2 separate regions of the Hordeum vulgare genome follow, and region 1 is linked to region 2. A link is a contact called in public Hi-C data. All regions are on one chromosome and are shown on one strand. The core of a region is the stretch at or near the end of the contact, and the rest is flanking DNA. Distances in the headings are between cores, read along the strand shown. Region 1 holds the start of LOC123448087. Region 2 holds the start of LOC123448084 (histone H4).

The links. Hi-C and Micro-C count contacts between places; a contact is called where the count stands out from the background.
Region 1: a Hi-C map of seedling shows a contact between it and region 2, with 4 times the contacts expected there. The contact joins the promoter of LOC123448087 here to the promoter of LOC123448084 in region 2. A contact is called at or near these places in 1 of 6 Hi-C or Micro-C datasets (seedling) and 1 of 1 datasets of contacts at active chromatin or transcription factors (embryo).

Annotation. Positions count from the first base shown.
Region 1 is chr4H:118,513,223-118,516,960 of MorexV3_pseudomolecules_assembly, forward strand. LOC123448087 reads right to left here and starts at 1,425. Exons shown (of 1, transcript XM_045124856.1): 1 at 1-1,425. The coding sequence starts at 835.
Region 2 is chr4H:117,812,714-117,816,195 of MorexV3_pseudomolecules_assembly, forward strand. It overlaps LOC123448084 (histone H4), which reads right to left and starts at 1,729. Exons shown (of 1, transcript XM_045124854.1): 1 at 1,230-1,729. The coding sequence starts at 1,667. The coding sequence ends at 1,356. It overlaps LOC123448083, which reads left to right and starts at 2,738. Exons shown (of 5, transcript XM_045124853.1): 1 at 2,738-2,865; 2 at 3,062-3,245; 3 at 3,325-3,482. The coding sequence starts at 3,436.

The sequences.
Region 1 (3,738 bases), core at 175-2,674, 700 kb after region 2:
CTGCATTTCGTTCCATAACCTCCATCTTCTTTTCCTTTTTATATCTGAGGAAACATACCAGAAGCAAAGCCAACAGCCCCAATGCAATGACACCCCCAACAACGCCGACGGCAATCTTCCATGCGTCCGAACTACCCTTATCACGACCACCATCAGTCGGTATTGGCGGGGCAATTGCGCCTGAAGGACCTGGAGCAGGAGCAACCTCACTGGAGTTCACCACTATGGAGAAGTGCCCTCGGCGATACGTTGCACACACGTTGTTTGCCTCCAAGGCCCGGAACTGTGGCACGCCATCCAAATCGAACCACACACACTGCGGCGCTGGACTGCCTGGCGGCACCGCCCTGACATTGCTGAAATTCACAGAAATGGGGCTCCCTGACGCGACGATGCTCAGCTCGGACAAACCCACTGCTGACAAGTTGGCAGCGTCGTAGACGAGCAGCCCGAGAATGGGCGAGAGATAGGTGTAGCCGGGGAGCGGGTAGTACTTCTCCGAGAGGTCGCCCAGGCTGTGGTACACTAGCACCACCCTCTCGACGTACGGCTGCACGATGACGCCAGGGGGGATCCTGAAGTTGAAGTAGTTGGAGAAGCCTTTCCTCCGCAGGCTGCCGCTGCGCAGGCGGAGCCCGGACACCGCGACGCCGGCGAGGTCCGAAGGCACGGTGCCGTTGTAGACAATGCCGGTGTGCGGCCGGACGAAGGCCCGGTACGCGTACTCCTGCAGCATTGCGTCCAGGGCCCTCGCCGGCGACGGCGACTGCGCCGCCACCGGAGAGGAGCCCAAGAAGAGCAGCTGGAGGAGGCAGGCGCAGATCAAGAAACCCATCCCGGCACGCCTCCGCCGCAAGGATCCAGGAAGAGAACCGCCGGAGCCCAGCAAAAGTCAGGATTCCCTCCTCATCCGCACAGGAGGACCTCCAAAACAAGGACGAGATTTGGAGCGGGGGAGCGCGCCCCGGAGGCCGGCGCGGGCGAGCTAGCAGATCCAAGGAAGCAGCCGGGCTGAGCAGAGCAGCCGCAATGGCGAGGCAAGTTATGCGCGCGCCCTCGTCTCCAGAGTCCAAACAGGTGGCAGGCAATTTCGGCAAGAAACCAGGAGGCGGCCGGGAAAGGAAGGGAGCAAAGGAAGAGATTGATTGGATGGCGAGAATCGGGAGGAGGAGAGGAGAGGAGCGGCGGGATCAATCCGGGCCGGGGACGCCGGCGTCCACAGAAACCCGCGCGCGCGCGTGCGGACGATTGCGACGGCGGGGTTTGGTTGGGGATTCGGCAGCGGGGTGGGGGGAGACGAGACGAGAGAGAGTGAGGCGAGAGAGAAAGAGGGAGAAATTTTAGGAAGAGAGAGACAGCAAGGAAAGGAAGGAGAGAGGGTTTTGATGGGGACGCATTTTTTTCAGGGTCTCGGATGGAAATGTGTAAATCTCTTTCCCCCCTGGTTTTTCCCGCAATAGAATACCCGGCCTGCTCACACTTGGCAGGTCCGCCCCTGCGGAGTTACCGGCCTGCCCCTGGACAGCTGGCTTCTCCTTGCTAGAGAGTGGGGTCCAGCTGTGAGGAGTTCGTTTGTAGACAGGAGATTCTAGGGGGGCTTTTCTGTAAGATGGCAGTGCTGTTCGCTGACCTGTGGGGCCGGACATGCCAGCTCCATCGGCTGGCGGAGAACGCCTTTGTTGCCCAACGTCTGGATGCTCCTGTCCTGGGAAGGGATGATTCGCGGGGTGGGGTCTCTTTGTAAAGCCCTGTGTTTGTAGGTCGCTGAAGCGTGGGACCCCTGGGCTGAAGCCCACCGGCAGTGAGCGTGATTGCTAATCTTTTGTCGAGTCCTTTGCCAACCACTGGATTCCACAACTCAACTGGTTATCATCGTGCTATAACGGTATGTAACGGATCTGCTAGAGCTCCCGTGGAATGTATAATAAATTTCATATATCGTAATATATTCTACGATCACCGGATTTCTTGCCTTTTACTGTTTTTTAAGGTTTTATGCTACTTAATGTATGTTCTTTGACATTTCAAAGGAAAAAAGAAACGGCGTTGCAACAGAGAGGTTTGCGGTACAGGAATGGTTCGTGGCGCCAAAGAAGATAGTTCAGTGCACATTTTTCAAAGAAAATGAATTGTTATGAAAGAGCAGGTAATTGCAGAGCTTCCGTGCAATGTATAATAAATTTCAAATATCGTAATATATTCTACGATCACCATATTTCTTGGCTCGATTTTATAAGAGTGTTTTACTGTTTTTGTAAGGTTTTATGCTACTTAATGTATGTTCTTTGACATTTCAAAGGAAAAAAAGAAACGGCGTTGCAACGCAGAGGTTTGCGGTACATGAATGGTTCGTGGCGCCAAAGAAGATAGTTCAATGCACATTTTTGGATTGTTATGAAAGAGTAGGTAATTACAGGGTCAAGATTTTTTTTTCGTAATGGCATATTCCTCAAGGGGTGCACAACATCTTAATTGTTCTCATTCCCAAGATAGACAACCCCGAGCGGCTCATAGAGTTTCCGCCTATCAGCTTATCCAACGTCATTTATAAGGTAGTGTCAAAGTGTTTGATAAAACCGGCTACGCCCTATTATGGATTATATCATTGCGCTAGAGCAGAGTGCCCTTGTTCCGGGATGGATAATCACTGATAATGCATTACTTGTCTTTGAGAGCATTCACTATATTCAGTAGAAAAAGAATCCGGACAGAAGTTTTTTGTGTTTATAGGGGGTAGAGTGAACCCAATCCCTACTATATGAATACCTCGCCTGCTGGGTGTTCACGGTTTTCAAGATCTTAGTGGCATCCTGTCTTCGACTTCAATCAGGGTGTTTCCTGTGATCAGGAGTGCCTCGAGGTTACGAGTAGCAGCCAACATATTGTCCATAGGATTGGAGAAGTGACCAGCCGGTGTCCAGAAATGATGAGGCGGTGACTGAGCCGGCGGTGGTTGGCGCTGCTGAGCAGGCTGGTGAGGCTGGTACTCCCGCGGTTGTCCGGTCCGTGGCGTGTGCTGCAGAGTATCAAACAGACGAGCCAAGTTGAGATTAAGGGGCAGGCGACTTTCATGCCTCCTACGATGAACTGCCTCCGAGGCGTCTTGACGAAGACCTAGCTGCCAAGCTTCTGCCTTCAAGCGTTCAGCCTCATTGCGGATGTGATCATGTAAATCCGTCATACGAGTATTCTTGGCGTCGATCTCCTCCTATACTTTATTCATCTGCCCATGAAGTTTGGCTAACTCCGTGTTACATTCCTCCTGATTTTCTGTGGTTATTGGCGTATCCAAGAGCTTTATCATCTCCGCCATCAAGTCGGCAATGGCTTGAGCCGGCGTCTTGCCTGACCCGACGGCGTTTGGAGTTGGCGCCGAGCCACCGGGACCGTTAGCCGCTCCAGCCGCCATGTAAACAACGACTTGTCGAGGCATCTCAAGCGACTCCCGAGCAAGCTCATCGTCAGGATAACCCCCAAGCCTACCATCTAAAAGCAAGCAGATTGACTCGGTGTCTCCAACCGAGGACTCGCCATCAGAGTAATCGAGAGTGTCTCCATTAATCGCAAAATTATCCGCAAGATTGACCCCCTAAGTGAAGCCAACAAAGACATGCTTCTAGCCGGCTTGGGCCCGACCGAGCTGAACATGCCGAGTCGGCTTCACGATGTCGGTGCTGAAGTTCGGCTTGGGTCCTGATTCGCTCATCTTGCCAATGAAAACATGGATCTTGCCAAAGG
Region 2 (3,482 bases), core at 479-2,978:
GAAGGAATAACAGTTTTCAACCACATCCATGGAGTGACTGATAAAGTGGTTCTATTTTTAAATGATCTTAGTACCTTGTCCAGTAAATCATTAAAAAGTACTATTAATCACTGTGGAAAGGAAAGGAAACATTGTCCAACTGAGAAGCCTGCAACGGTATGAGAAGTCCAAAAGAGCAAAATGGAGTCTACAGAAGATACGCTAACCCACAAACTTCGAGCAGAAAACATAAAAGGGTAAAGATGATATTAGAGAAAAAATGGGTGAAGGATATTACTGCTGACTTACCTTAGTACTCCGTAGTACATAAAGAAAAACTTGAATACAGAACACCACTCCCTACAGTTTGTAGAGCAATGAGAAAAGTTATATACATCAGAACAGACATGCTAAAAACTGATCATGGCAACTTTTGAGAAGGCAGTAAAGCAGCAGGGCTGCTCCATCCCCGTCGCCTTCCAAAACCACAAGGCATTCTGAACTGAACTTTGCTTCTGCAACTTGTCCCTGTGAGAATTCGACTGCTAAAATACCAAAATGCAAAGACAGTTCGAATCGTAACCTGACGTGAACACGGTAGCTAGTTCATCACACATCCTAACACAGTAACATGTGTCAAAGACCAGAGCAAACAGCAGAACAAGAAATTGGTGTACCGAACAGAAAATTGGGGAACAGAATGAAGAATACGCATTGAAGGTAAACAACTGAAATTTACATTCAAGCGAACATCCATCACATCACAATTCAAAAGGTCAGGCCAGCTACTCGTGTCTCATCATTTCTAACTTCTAGTTACAGCTAAAAGGAACTTCTAATACATCCCAAGTCTCCAGCGCGATCACCTGTCTCCTACTCTGTTATCAGCGGCAACGCGACCTGCTCCAGAAACAGACATGGAACACTAATGAACAGCGATGGCTTAAAAATAAAGGTGACCAGGAAAACATTATGAACCTCAGGTGCTCGACAAAATTGCTGAACGGAGATGGGTTTGGTGGAGCTAGTACCTCTGCCGCCGCTGCTGCAACGGGGTGGATCGGTGCCTGCAAGCCCTCACTGGACGGATTTGGAACTTGGATAGGGTTGGGAGTGGACATTTGACACTGCAGAGACTAAAAAGTTGAGATAGTAGTTCGAATTGTATGAACCAGAACAAACAAAACCGATTCGAGCACAGAAAGGCTGAGAGACAGACAGTATATGGGGAATTTAACAGGCTCAACAGATTTCAACAATGAACTAGCAATTTCCATTCCATTCCATTCGATCCTACAGAAGATAGCAAACAACAGCGAGATGCTGCGATTAAACCAACGACCACGAACCCTAGACACTCTAATCTGGTTGGTGGCCTAGCCTCCGAACCCGTAGAGGGTGCGTCCCTGGCGCTTGAGGGCGTAGACGACGTCCATGGCGGTGACGGTCTTGCGGCGGGCGTGCTCGGTGTAGGTGACGGCGTCGCGGATGACGTTCTCGAGGAAGATCTTGAGGACGCCGCGGGTCTCCTCGTAGATGAGCCCCGAAATGCGCTTCACGCCTCCCCGCCGGGCCAGGCGACGGATTGCCGGCTTGGTGATGCCCTGGATGTTGTCGCGGAGGACCTTCCGGTGGCGCTTGGCGCCGCCCTTCCCGAGACCCTTGCCTCCCTTGCCGCGGCCCGACATCTTCTCGCTTCTCTCCGGTGAGGTTGAGTTGTCTTTGTGAGAGAGGTGGAGTCGATGGTGGAACACTCTGGGGCGAGTTGGATTTATAGCCGCTGGCTTTGCGGTCAGGGAGCGGCCACGATCCGCGTGATGCGGGCTGCCATCCGTCGGATGAGGGATCAATGGGCGGAAGCGGGGGCAGAGGGGTGGCGCGGATCGGTGACGTGGTGGGCAAGGTGTGTTTCTTTCGTGAGGAGGAGGTGGGATGCGGGAATGCGAGAAGAGCGTGCGCATCGGTGGGTTTCTGGCAAGTGGGACCAAACGATTTTTGGATGAATTTTTTTGCGCGGGGCGCGTTGCTCGTTTGGTCGCTACTGTTAGGATTAGATGTTAACTGCCTTGGAGCAGGTACAATAGCCTAATCAGCAGGCTGTAAGCGATTCCACGTCATCAAAAATCTGAGCTGGAGCAAAAAAAGAAGAGAGAGAGAAGGAAACGGGCGCTTCGTTAAGCGCCGGGCTACAGCGCAAGCCACGAGAAAATTGCGCACGTTTACGGCCGGCCGCTGGCGATAGCGAAGGGGATCCAGATCCGGTGCTCCTCTCGCCTCCCGCGATTCTTCCTCCCCAGCGCGCCAAATCTCCTCCTCCTCCCGCGCTTCTGCCTCCTCCCGCTATTCTTCCTCCCCCAGCGCGCCAAATCCCCTCCTCCTCCCGCGTTTCTGCTGCCGCTGCACCATCTCCTCCAATCTTTCGTGCTGCCGCTGCACCATCTCCTCCAATCTTTCCAGAACTCCCCCCCCAAATCGCCTCCTCCTGCTGCCGCGGCACCATCCCCTCCGGCTGCCGCGGCACCATCTTCCTGCTGCCGCGGCACCACCCCCTCCTCCTCCCGTGGTTCTTCCTGCTGCCGGTTGCCGCGGCACCACCCCCTCCTCCTCCCGTGGTTCTTCCTGCTGCCGGCTGCCGCGCCAGATGGGCAAGCAGTCCAAGAGGACGCGTGCGCCGGCGCCTCATCTCATCCCATCGGCGGCGCCTCACCTCCTCCCGCTGCAGGCGCCCCATCTCATCCCCCCACCGCCCTAGCCCGTCTCCCCGCCGCTGCAAGGGTTCTGGATCCCCCCACGACCAGAAGGCCCTTTGTGGGCAGAGCCTGCAAGGCTGGCTCGGCCGCAAGGCCCTTTGTGGGCAGAGCCTTCCGATTCCAACTCACAAGCATGGTATGTGTCCCTGCTTATCTGAAGATTTTTGTGTCAAATATTTCTATGATATGCAGAGATTTTTGTGTCAAATAGTTGTCCTAGTCTATGTAATAATAAGTAGTTTAATTCTGTCCATGAAGTTAGTTGATAGCAGATTAGAAGCTAATTCTGTCCATGAAGTTAGTTGTTTTATGGTCTATTATTGTTTGGACAGGGGAGTGGATTCTTACCCACCTGATGGTTTTCTTAGTTTATTAAAGAACACACCAAGTCTTGCACAAGATGTGAGCAATGGGAGTTCATCGCTGCCAATCAATGATGAGGATGCCACCAATGGTGGTGATTGTGCAAGGATTGTGAAGCGCTTGCCGTGGACAAAAGAGGAAGATCTCATATTGGTAAGATTTTCCCCTTTTTTCTTGTTGGTGTCCATGTGTTATATTACTAGCACAACAATAACTCTTTGCAATATTGCAGGTCGGTGCTTGGTTGAATAATTCAAATGACCCAATACAATCAAATTACAAGAAGAATGAGCAATATTGGAAAGATGTTGCTGCTGTGTACAACAGTACTGCCCCGAAAAACATGACAAGGCTAGTGAAGCAAGTGAAGGACCGTTTTGGAAGAATTAA